Regions from separate parts of the Mus musculus genome. Here region 2 is linked to region 1. Evidence: chromatin contacts called from public HiChIP or PLAC-seq data. All regions are on one chromosome and are shown on one strand. The core of a region is the stretch at or near the end of the contact, and the rest is flanking DNA. Distances in the headings are between cores, read along the strand shown.

What was found. HiChIP or PLAC-seq counts read pairs in DNA pulled down with a chosen protein or histone mark.
Region 2: an H3K27ac HiChIP or PLAC-seq map of embryonic stem cells shows a contact between it and region 1, with 8 times the contacts expected there. The contact joins the enhancer-like site here to the promoter of Cibar1 in region 1. A contact is called at or near these places in 7 of 39 promoter capture datasets (the 3T3-L1 cell line, cranial neural crest, embryonic stem cells and 3 more), 3 of 115 datasets of contacts at active chromatin or transcription factors (bone marrow-derived dendritic cells and embryonic stem cells) and 1 of 9 other capture datasets (adipose tissue).

What each region holds. Positions count from the first base shown.
Region 1 is chr4:12,170,479-12,176,800 of GRCm38.p6, forward strand. It overlaps Cibar1 (CBY1 interacting BAR domain containing 1), which reads right to left and starts at 1,537. Exons shown (of 9, transcript NM_026558.5): 1 at 1,220-1,537; 2 at 506-740. The coding sequence starts at 1,452. Gm46846 (a long non-coding RNA gene) reads left to right here and starts at 3,555. Exons shown (of 2, transcript XR_001784247.2): 1 at 3,555-6,322.
Region 2 is chr4:13,803,407-13,809,614 of GRCm38.p6, forward strand. All of the region lies in intron 1 of Runx1t1 (RUNX1 translocation partner 1), which reads left to right. Among named protein-coding and RNA genes, the nearest start is that of Runx1t1, 22 kb to the left of the region's middle. Within about 2 kb of position 2,950, at least 10 of the 459 cell types and tissues checked have an H3K27ac peak or open chromatin away from gene starts, as enhancers often do. A contact at or near this core is called in embryonic stem cells, where this site is marked.

The sequences.
Region 1 (6,322 bases), core at 287-2,786:
GCAAAGCTCTGGTCACTCAAAGCAAACACACAGCCAGCCTCTCAGCTGTATCACTTGTGTTATAAATCATAGCTTTCCGATTTCGTTCGACTTTCAAACCATGGGAAAATCAGCAACGTGTAGCCCATTTATTAGTACTTTGTGATTTTGTCATTTTCAGCATTTCCATTTCTAGTCATTCTTTAAAACGCACTTGGCCCACACAGGCCATACAGGTGCTTTTCTTCTGCACGACTGCTATATAGGTTACCTTTTCTGGATGCATGTTCCCTGTTACCCTGTTGGCAAATGCAGTGGTAAACTCAGACTTCAACCACACCTGACGTTTAGTTTGAAAGCTATCAGGTCACAGAAAGGTTCCATATAGCGAACCCACACTGTTACAGACAGGAAAGGCATTTATCAAGGGTACATTCACCACTGCTGGGTAGGTTACAACGAAAAGTCCACAATTTTTACACACTTTGTAGGAATTTGGCTATGACACCAGAACCTCACTTCATACCTCTGCCTGGCGATAATCTTGAAGTTTGGCAAACTCATCAGCAAAGTCTTTCAGACCCTGCTTTAAATTTGGTGTCTCGGTAGAGGCATACAGGTTGATTTCGTTCACTAGGAGGTCGGCTTTGTCTCGAAGCCTGGCAGTTTTCCGTACATAAGCAGCAAAGATTTGGCAAAGCTCTCCAAAATGCTTCTCCACATTTGTGACAGCATCCTGCAGTTGTTTTGTTTGAGCATCTCTAGAAAAAGGAGACACAGAACACTGTTCTTAAAACAGTAAGAAGGTGCCCCGTTAATTTTACGTGCAAACATTCCCGGGCCTCCCTAAAGCCCTGAAGGGCAACATTCCCAACTCTTCCAGAGGCCCGCGCCTTCTCTAGGACCTCACGCAGGCTCTGGTCCTGCCTAGAACCTTGCAGGCCCGGGAAAGGGCCCGGGCCTGGTGGGCCGAGAAGGGGCGGCGCTGCTGCGGCCTGGGCACCTGCGGCCTCCCGGGCTCTGTACCGCGGCAGGGCCCGGCCCAGCTCAGGGGGACCGATCGGCCGGGAGACTCTCTCGGCCCGGCACTCGCCTCATCCGGGTGGACGGACTGCAGAGCGCCACGGGGACCGTGCGGCCTCCTCCCGCCCCAACCGGCTTCCAGGCCCTCGGCCCGGCTCCTCTCTCCCACCCGGCCCTTTCCTTCGGGCAGCCTGCACGACGAGGCCCCGGCGGTTACCGCTCATCCAGATTGCGCCTCAACATCTTGCCTTTCCCGCCGCCCGGGACCCAGGATGGGAGCCCAACGAGCGCGGCTCCGGGCCGCCAGGGCGCGCGGGAGCAGGCGACGCCGCCACTTCTACCGGGAGCTGAGAGCGCGCAGTGCGCGCCGCCCCGCCTGCCCGGCGTTTCCGTGGCGACGCGGCGCGCGCCCCGGCGGTCAAGAGCAGGGCAAGGGAGACCAGAGGGCATGGGGCAGAGGGAACACCAAGCATCCTCCTTCAGCTCCTGCAGCTCTCTAGCCCTCCCAGGCTTCTGGGAGCGAAGGAGGAAAACCAACCCACCAGCAACCGGAAGGGGTACAGGAAAATAAAGGTGAACGGGGTTCAGACTTAATGCGAAGCTTGTCCCTGTGCTTCTCTGTTGAATGAGACAACGTGTGGGCTCGTGGAAGCTGCCTTTGGAAAAGAACCGCTCTATAAGTTAGATTTCTATAGCTGTGATGAGACCCCGACAAAAATCAAGTTGAGGAGGAAAGGATTTCTTTGGCTGACATATCCCAAGTCACAGTTCTTTAAGGAACTCAGGGCAGGAACCTGGAGGCAGGAATTGAAGCAGAGGCCATGTAGCAACACTGCTGGCTGGCCTATTTGATTGACTTTCTTATATACCCCAGGACCTCTTGCACAGGGGCAATACTGTCTACCCTTCCATGTCAATCATCAATCAAGAAAACAGCCTACAGGTCAATCTGATAGGGACATTTTCTGAATGTTCCCTCTTCTCGGGTAACTCTAACTTTGGTCAAATTAACCAAACAGAAACAAACAAACAACAATAACAACAATAAAAATAAGAACAGTAACAACAAAACAGAAACAGAAAAAAAAGCACACCAGTGCTTACTCCCTCATCTTTACTGGTCTTTAATGCCATCTGTTCCCCCTCTTGCAGGTAACTGAGTTTCTACTTTGTGAAAAAGATTGTTAGACCCAGTCGAGGTATGGGCCTGAATGAAGGTTCCCCAATTGGAAGAGTCACAGATAACCCAGAGCCTTCCTCTAGCTTCTGAGAGGGAGTCTTCTCTTCCGAGTGAACTTGGGGTCCAACTTCAAGCTTTGTCTACTTCTCAAATGCCCATAATTTCTGAGAATAAAGTCTTTGCTCTTACAGTGCTCACAGCCTTGGTGGAATGATAAAGCTAGCCAAACAGTCAAACACATATAACACAGCCCAGAAATGTGCTACCGTGTCAGGTTTCGTTGTATAAACAAATTATAAGGCCTAGTGGCTTCCACAACTCCACTAGTCAGTTTAGGATTCTGTAAACGACACAGATGGTTCTTCTTTGGTTCTGTTCAGCTAGGTTCTTTCCTGCCTTTCCAGGTGGCGAGTCTGTTACTAGCAGTATAATTTCACTAAATGCTATGGTGCTGAGCAAATAAGTTCTGCAATTGGGAGGTAGGGAGCCAGATGTGTCCAACCCCACCCCCTAAAAGCTCATCTTAAGACCAGTAGGAGTAAGAATTGCTCCCTCCTTGTTCTGGGCCTGCATGCCATGGTAGTGCATGTATCCTTGTGACCCACACCTCTACCACCATTGAGGTAGTCACATAGCCTGGTGGCTACATTACAGGCTTAAGCACCTGGAATTCCTCTTCATGCAGATGAAGCATTCCCAGTACCTCAGTACCAACCAATAATGTACACTCACCCTGAAAAATACCTACCCACTACCCAAGGTTTATATAGCCCTTATTTTCCTCAAATAAAGAGAGCTGTAACTCTGGAAAAACGTCCAGCCAACAGAGTTCCTGCAGACCCAGGACCCACCCTGTCTGGTGATTCTTCATTTTTTCCAATCCAGCCTAGTGCAAAACAGTGCCTGAGTACCCTGAAGGCTGAAGCAGAACTGGCCAATTTGAATATGGTTTGAGTGTTCTCAAAGAGTACATGACGCAGAGGCTTGGTTTGCTCTTTAATGTATGGTGAGAGGTGTGGACATTTAGAGAGCAGCCTAAAAGCCATGGAGACTACCGCTCTTGGAAGGGATTAAGGTGTGTGTGGTTGTTTGTTTGTTTGTTTGTTTGTTTTTTTGAGTCTCTTATTATTAGTTTCTGGAAAGGTTATAGACCAGAGTCTTACCCCACCTGGATGTGACTTTTTCCATCTATACCTGTTGCTACCATCATGACCAAATCCACTATATGAAGTCTATCAGAGCAGAGCTACTAGCCAGAATTGTGAACCAAATCAACATGTATTTGTATACACTTGTCAGCCTGAAGTATTTTTGAAAGATTTATTTATTTATTTATTTATTTATTTATTTATTATGTTTATGTGAATGCCTCTTGAGTTTATATGCACCTTGTGTGCACAGGAAGGCCAGAGAAAGGTTTCCCTGGAACTGGAGTTGCAGGCTGTTGTGAGCCACCATGTCGGTTCTGGGAATGAAACGAACATCTGCACGAGCAATAAGCCCTCATAACTTCTGATCCACTGCTTCAGCCCACTAGCCACAGGTATTTTATGATGATAATATAAAGTAGACAGATACAGGTGGCCTAACATGCCATGCATGCAGCAGGGAACCTGTCAGCTGAGGCAACATGCCTTTTATTTTCCACCAGGTCAGCCTGGATTCTTCAGATAGCTTCTTTCTAAACTGGCCAGCAAGACATGGCAAGTCCCATTGTACACATGCTTTTAAAGTGTCTGCCTAATTATCATGGATTCCTAGGTACTATTGGTTGATACAAGTTACATGGTCCACATTAAAATTGCACACTAATTATCACGGGCCCAGGGAGTGGTTGCTTCTGTTTGTTATTCCATGTATCAGTTGGACCTTCATGGCACCAAGAGAACATGTGCTTACAACAGAGCTTCGGTTTGACCTCACTGAAGAAGTTCAGTGAAGAGGAAGCATTTCAACTAAGACCAGAAGAATGAGAAGGGGTTAACTAGAAGAAAGGGGGATTAAAATTAGGCCAATGAGAGGGACAGCATAGGCAAATTGTCTCCTTCTTTCCCAAGACAGCTCTTTTCTCCCTCTAAAATTGCATATCTTGTATCTGTATGGATGTGACTCCTGTCAATAATAAATTTGATGGCCAATGGCCTAGGCAGGAAATAGGAGGTGGGACATCAGGGAGGCAGAAAGGACTCTGGGAGAGTGCCAGGTAGGAGGTTTGCTAGGGAAGATGTGATTAGATGAATGCATGGTACCTAAGCATAGGAAGCCAGCCAGATTTACTATGTTAGATGAGCTGAAGTCATCAATGAATACATGAATGAGTGAAAACCCCATGGCTGAGAGTTTTCTTGTGTGTGAGGAAGTAGGAGTGGAGGTGGTTGTGGAATTTGATGAGGGGATGGGTAGGAGAGGTCCTGCAGAACATTTTGGCTAATACTAATGAATTTTGACTTTGGTCCTTGTATGAGTCATGGTTCTCCCGAGGAAAAGAACCAACAGGTTGTGTATGTGTATAGTACAATATATAAATTCATTATAAGGAAATGATCCAAGTGATTATAAGGGCCAAGTGACCTCAAGATCTGCAGCTTAGAGGCAACACGGGATAACCAGCATGGAACAACAGTTCAAGTGTAAGAGCTAGAAAAGCTGATGCTGCGAATATCTCTATGGAAGCTAGAGGTCTAATCCTCAAAAGTGTGTTTCAGTCCTAGTCTGAGTGTCAGCTCACACCAGATGGCAGGCTCTAACCTATTCAGATCTCTGATTAGTGGAAGAGGGTTTATTTTAGTTAGAGTTTTACTTCTGTGAAGAGACACCATGACTAAGGCAACTCTTATAAGGACACTATTTAATTGGGGTTGTCTTTGAGGTTCAGTCCATTATCAAGGTGGGAGTATGGCAGTGTCCAGGCTGGCATAACACTGGAGGAGTTCTACATCTTCATCTGAAAGCCACTGGGAGAAGACTGGCTCCTAGGTGCTTAGGAGGAGGGTCTCATTGCCTACCCACACGGTGATATACTTCCTCCAACAAGGCCACACCCACTCCAACTAGGTCACACTTCCTAAAAGTGACACTCCCAGGGCCAAGCATATTCAAACCACCACAGTTCACTCCCTGGCCCCCATAGGCTTGTTCAAACACATGTGTCTATGGGGGCCATACCTAGCCATAGCATATTAAAAAATAAGTTTTGTCCAATTTTCAACGTCTCTATAGTCTATAGCAGTCTCAACAATGTTAAAAGTTCAAAGTTCAATGTCTCTTCTGAGATTTGTCCAATCACTTAACTTTAACCCCCAAAGCAAGACAGGAAATCATCTGGGCAAACTCTGAACTCTGCATCTCCACGTCTGATGTCAAAGCAGTCTTCAGATCTCCAGCTCCTTTTCCATCTTTGTTGACTGCAACAAACTTCTTTCTCCTGGGCTGGTTCTACTCCCTATTAGCAGCTTTCCTTGGCAGGTATTCCATGGTTCTGGCATCCTTAACATCTTGGGGTCTCCAAATCAACCTCAGTTTCACAACTTCCTGTTCTAATATCTAGGATCCATATATGTTCTTCTGGGCTTCTCCAAAGGGCTTTCATCACTTCTCCAGCTCTGCCCTCTGTAGCACTCTAGGCTGTAGTTGACTCTACTCCACTGCTGCTGATGTTCTTGGTGGTCATCCCATGTTACTGGCTTCTCTAATATGCCGGAGTCTTTTGACTGCCAATAGACTTCATCAATAGCCTCTCTTCATGGTGCCAAACCTCAAGTTCTTTGCATGACCCCTTCTGACCTGGGCCATCAACTACAACTGCGGCTGCACTTTTATCAATGGCCTTCCATGCCCTCTCACAGTCCCAAGCCTCAGCTGCTCATGTCCATACATTTCATATTTTTCCTTTCTCAGCTTGCTACACTTGTTCAAACACTTTTCATAAGACTTAATCAGAAAACAAAGTCTGTTGAGGTTTTTTGAGACTTTCTTTGTCAATGCAATTAATATAAATCTCTTTAACTTAGCCACAGGTAGACTTTTTAGACCAGGGCAAAAAAGCAGCCACATTCTTCAACAAAATATCACAAGAACAGTCTCTCAGCCACATATTAAAATTCTTCTCCTCTGAAACCTCTAGAGTCAGCTCCCACCCCT
Region 2 (6,208 bases), core at 1,700-4,199, 1.6 Mb after region 1:
GTAGAAAGAGGAAAAGTTAGCAGGGAGAATTGGTTTTCCTATAATGGTCTCATCCATAGGTTGAATTTGATTTTTTTTTTAAAGGATATAGTAGCCATGCTGTAGACAGTAACTTGGGTGTGAGATTGCGACCTGACATGTAATTTAAAGCAGAAAAATTAAATTACAAATCTCTTCATATGAGTAAATGACTTTGAGAAAATGGAGACTATATTCATGGAAATGTTAAATTTGTATCAGTGCTTGGAAGTTTATTTTGGAATTGATTTTTTTATATTCTTTCCACTACGTGTAAGCTGTTATTTCTGATATTTTCAATGCAGCATTTATTCTTCTTTTAGGTATCAGAATTTTACCTGTATCTATCATACTTAGGAGTCTCCATCTTTTCTAGCCACCCCACTAGGACTACCTTTCACTGCTTCTTCTGTTAAGTTATATATGGCATGCTCATGGTAGAATCCATTGACTCCCGAGTCTCCTTGCTTGCACAACACGGGCTTGCAGTGAGGGGGTGGGGGGTGGGGGCTGATTGCAGCAGAAAAGAAGGTGGCCTTGCCTGGTATTGTGATGCGTATGCATACCTGGGAAATCCCCACCCTAGGAGAGCAACCACAAAAGGATTCTTCTGAATTTGAGCAGATTCTGGGCTGCATCATTAATTCCAGGCAAGTCTCTCTACCTCCTGAAATCACAACCATCCACTCCCCGAAAGCCTAGACTTTGTGCTCAGACAATTGGGGGTCATTTCCAGATCTGCTTGCTGCTTATTTGGTCTCTCTGTCCCTGCTTCCTTGGTCTGATCCTCTTGAGTATTCGGTGGCCTTACCTACAGTGCTTCATGAGCGGTTGGTGAAGCAGAGGAGGCGAGGGGATGTTGATAATGCATCTCCCAGCTAACTTCAGGAACTTTCTCGGTGAATATATGAGGGACAGTGGGTTTTGATTTACTTTGTTCACAACTTCCACACTGCTTACGTTTTCACATCTTGAGAAACCTGACAGAAACACTGACAACTCAACATCTTCTTGGTCCTGTGAGCCATGCTTCCCTATCGATTCTGTAACCTAGTCTCCAGTGGACTCCCCATTGCCACCTTTCCTGAGAATTTGCAGGAATCGCATTTGTCTTCACACTCATAAAATGTGGAGAATGACAGCTGCCAATCAAGGTCTTTTATCAACAGCCGAGACTAGACTTGGCTTTTGCTCTGCCATGTCCTGTATTGCCTGTATCTCTACCAGTTTCTTATAAGAGAATAAACCCACTCACCCACCCACACATCCGCCCACCCACACATCCACCCACACATCCATACATCCACTCATCCATCCATGATTCCCCTTACCCATCACGTAGTCTATTCTTGATTACACTTACATAAAGCTTGACAATTATATAAGGTAAACAAGCACTATCTGACAATTTTAATCTAAGAATGAATGTAATAAAATGATGAAAAATTCAGAAATTTGAAGTTCAACTTAAGGTTTTTATGATTATAATTATTTAAATATTACTGTTTTAATAAGGACTTTTTAAACTTCAAAGGAAACATAACTAAAAAAATTTCATATGTAACATCTTTAGTATAATACAATATGTTTGTTACTACAAAGCTATGAAATCATTATAGTACTTTTTATTTAAAATGTTATGTTTGCCTTTTTAAATTTTATTTATTTATTTAATTTATCATTGTTCTGCTGCATATATCCACAGACCAGAAGAAGGCATCATAGCTTCTTAAAGATGGTTATGAGCCACCATGTGGTTGCTGGGAATTGAGCTCAGGACCTCTGGAAGAACAGTCAGCACTCTTAATCACTGAGCCATCTCATCAGTCCTGAATGTCATGTTATGTTAAATGAATGTTATGTTAAATATTATGATGTTCATCTTATGGTGTTCATCTTATGCTGTTCATTTTAAAAGGGGTATTGTGGCTTTTTATTTGTAGCAAGGTCTCATGTAGCCCAGGCTATCCTCTGTTCCTCACAATGTAACAGGAGCTGGCCTTGACCTCCTGATCTCTCCTGCCTCCACCATGCTAACACTGGGATCACAGGAGGGCATAAGTATGCTTGACTCGCTCATTTTTCGAGGAGATTCCACCAAGTTAGTTTGGGGACACTTGAGGATATCTCAGCTAATCTTAGAAAATGGATGTCAGTTTGCTTAAAATAATTTTAAAATTGAATAAAATTAACTTTTTGGAGAAATGATTTTTTTTTTTTGGAAGGGGTGGGTTGCTCTATAATCAGGCTGGCAAAGAGGTCTGAGAGTGTGGATTAAAATTCTTCCCTAGAACACCCTGTTTTCCATACTTATGCATCAATTTTGTACAAAGAAGCATGTGTCCTTGTGAAAGATGCAGGAAGTGGGCAAGACTGAGGTCTGGGGGGGGTCACTTATCTGATACAAACTACAAAGATAGATGCAAGGGGGACTAGGGGAATACCCTTATAATATGATTGACAATATAGTGGTTCCCTAAGCCTTATCTCTCTGACACACATGCCTCAATCCAAACATCTTAATGTGCTCACATGAGGACGTGGGCATGCAGCATTTATTTAGTCAGCAGCTGCTGACGTTTTCCTGTGTGTGTGAGTGGGTAAAGAATGTCCACATCCGGAGTATGTAGCTTTAGCTCCTATTTAGTGGGATTTGAGTCCATTCCTGGCATAAGATTTTTGTTTTTGACTTAGTGACAGATACTTAGCTTCACCGACAGACTTGTAGCAAATGATGTGAAATTTGCTAACAGGTGCATAGAAAGCAGAACACAATCAAAAGGAAGGGTCAGCCGTGAGATTGGAACATGGGGTTGGGTCAGTAGGAGAAACTTCACTGAAGGGGTGGTGTTCGCTCTGGTTCTAGCAAGATCCTGTTCTTAGTAGTTCTCTGGTGCATTTGAAAGTCAAGGAATGTTCAGGCATCAGCTGGCATGGTGGAAAGTACCAGGTAGACAAACAATAGAACACCACACCCTTAGCTTGCAGAGGACAGTTGTAGGAAAGAAAGCCAATAGATGCTTTTAAACCAGAAGGGTTGCTTTACTTGTTTATTTGGCAGTCCTGGTGATCTTTTTACATTTTAGCCTCAGATAGTGCCCCCCTGGAGCTCTATTGTGTCAGTTTCCTCTGAGATTGAAAGATTCCATCCTGCAGGGAACCTCTTTAAATGGGAAGATAAACAATTCAAAGTAGCTTAAGGATGTCCCTGAAACTGACCAGAGTCACTAGGCTCCTCCCTGCCAGAGTTAGCAATAAAAGCTGAGAGTCGCTCTCCGGAAGCTAAGCTTCAGTGAAGACTCTGAGACTAGATGAGTTGTGTGGAAGAAGCAAAACCATCCAAGTTGCCTGGAAGAGGTGCAGACCTACTGAGGCACCTGCAAAAGACACTCTTCAACCTGTTGAGCTTCCTGCAGGGTGTGCCTTGTATTCAGTGTTCCCAGCCTTGTGAATTGTGACCCAAGCTGGGGTGGGCCTTGCTGATGCAGGTTTCTTTGAGTCAATTCTGCTCCTGGAAGTAACTCCTGACCCATATTCCTGTAAATAATCCGAATAAAACTCATTGACTCACCAGGTTGGGATTTGCCTGCCAAGAATACCCTATCTAGGGTGTGTCAACTTGAGCATTGCATCTCTATAGGAAGAGTTTTGTCATACAACAAGCCCTAAAACTCAAACTTGCAATGCAGCTGAGGATGGCTGTGACCTCCTGACCTTCTTACTTATAAATCCTAAGTGCTAGAATTTAAAATACCTGTTGCCACCATGATCAGCCAAAACTGAGAATTGAGTTAGGACCTTGCCTTTGACATGCTAGGAAAATACTCTAACACTCAGATCTGTCACCCTCTTTTTTGTTTGCTTTTAGATAAGTAATGCATATAATAGACATAGATGTATAATACATATACATATATATTATTTATATATGTTACATATATACATATACTATACATCATATATATTATTTATATACATGTGATATATACTTACAATACACACATATCCACATATATCCATCTCTGCCCTAGAACTTACTATGGAGAACTTATGAGTGTCCTGATTCTGTCTTCCTAGGGTTAGGGTTATAGGCATGTACTACCATATTTAGCTATGTTACTGGTTTGACTCTCAGAATGATGTAGAACCCATGAGAAGAAAGCAGACTAGGAAGTTGAGGTTTATAAGTGTCAATAAATAAACACAAGTCTCAAGGGACCTATTACCTTATACCTACGGCATGAGAAACAGTGGTGTCTAGTGTGACCATAGGTTGGGATTTAGGCAACTGGCTGCCATCGCTCAGATGGGCGATTAATACTCAGGAGGAGGTGCAGTGTTAAACTTCCAGGACTATTTGGTGTCTGATTGATGAAGTAGTTTAGTTAACTGGGAGTTAGGTCGCAGGCTTGGTGAGTCGAGGTACATGTCTGCTGGTAATCTTCATTTCAAGTCACTAGGAGTTGCTGAAATGAAACCTGGGAGTGGTCCAGCAGTAGGAATGTGTATTATGCAAAGAGACTGGGGCGAGGAGGGAAGGAAGGAAGAGGGAGAATTCAGAACCAGAGAAGAAAGGAGAAAAACTGCTTAGGGAGGTTTATAGAGTCAAATGTCTCTAAAACAAAGGGACAGGGTTACATAGTTATGTGTGGCACAACAATTAATGGAAAAAGAGGCTGTGAATTCGAAAGATACCAAGGAAGGGTGGAAGGATAGATGGGCAAGCATAGGAGGAGGAAAGGAAAGGGGTATTAAAGTAATTATTACATTACATATTATATAAACTATAATTTATATATTTTTTATTAAATTATATACTGTATAACATTATATAAAATGTATTATAATATCAAAAGCAAAAGAAATAAAAAAAAGAAAGCAGATTAATTGGTTATCTAAAACTAAAAGCATACATACAAGTATCATTATACAGACAGGGTATAATTAGGCATGTAGAAATATTTACACATATGCATGACCAGTGCACACACACACATGCACAAACACACACATATATATGTATATACACATACACATATACACATACACACACACACACACACACACACACACACACACACATATATATACCGGAACTCACTTTGTAGACCAGGCTGGCCTCGAACTCAGAAATCCGCCTGCCTCTGTTACTTTCTGTTTTTTTGTTGTTTTGATTTTGTTATTGAGATAAGATTTCACTGTATTTTTGAACTTGAACCAATTCTTTAATCACAAGAGGTTAAAGAACGTCAGGTGTGCCTTACAATGGACTATTCAGATTTTTTCTTCTTCTTTCTTTTCTTTTTCCCCCTTTATTTCTTTTTATTTTTTCATGTTCTTTGGAGTTCTTTTAGTGAGTGTGTGTGAACATTCACGTTGTGGGTGTACACATGTCATGGTGCCTATGCGGAAGTCAAAGGAAAACTGTCTCTCTATTGTTATCCTGTTGGGTTAGCATCTTGCCTCTCTCACTCATGAAGCCGGGTGCATAGAACCTTTTGCTAAACTATGATAGGCAGTGCCCACAGGTGAGAGGCTTTCTGAAATCCAGATAAAAGGGTCTAAAAGAGTTTTGAGTTTTCTAAATATTGTGACAGAAACAAAGGTGTGAAAACCATGATTGATTTAGGATGGTCAGGAGAGTGATCTGTAAGCACGGGAGTGCACAATGTACAGGAACTGCCTGTAACTGGCTGTGACCATAGTGTACATAGGTCCTGGGTCCTTTTGTGGTTGCTGAAGGTCCAATGCAAGACTTTAGCCAATGGTTCCTCAAGTTAAGACAGAGAAAGATGTGCTTTCAGCACTATTAACTGGGAATGCAGCTGGAATGGAGCACCCAAGGTGCTTAGGTGAAGAGGAAGAGAGGGAAACCAGACAAAAACATGCTACTTTTACCTAACCTGATGATGTCTGTCCTTCCCTCCTCTGTTTCCCCATAAATCAGTGGCTTCTCAGGGCAGTGACATCCGTCTTCCTGCACTTGTCTTCTGAGTAACTGCGTTGACAGGCGAGCACCGCTCAAGGAGGGCAAAGCGTTTTGAGAAAGGAAAAGTCTAGAAAGGTCCTGAGGTGTCTGTCCTCTCAGAGCAGACTTCCGGCAGCATCTGTTCTTGTTGCTGCATTAAGGGATTATAATGTTCTGGATGAGGGCTTTGTGTTTATACATCCATGAGGTGATGGCTTCAGA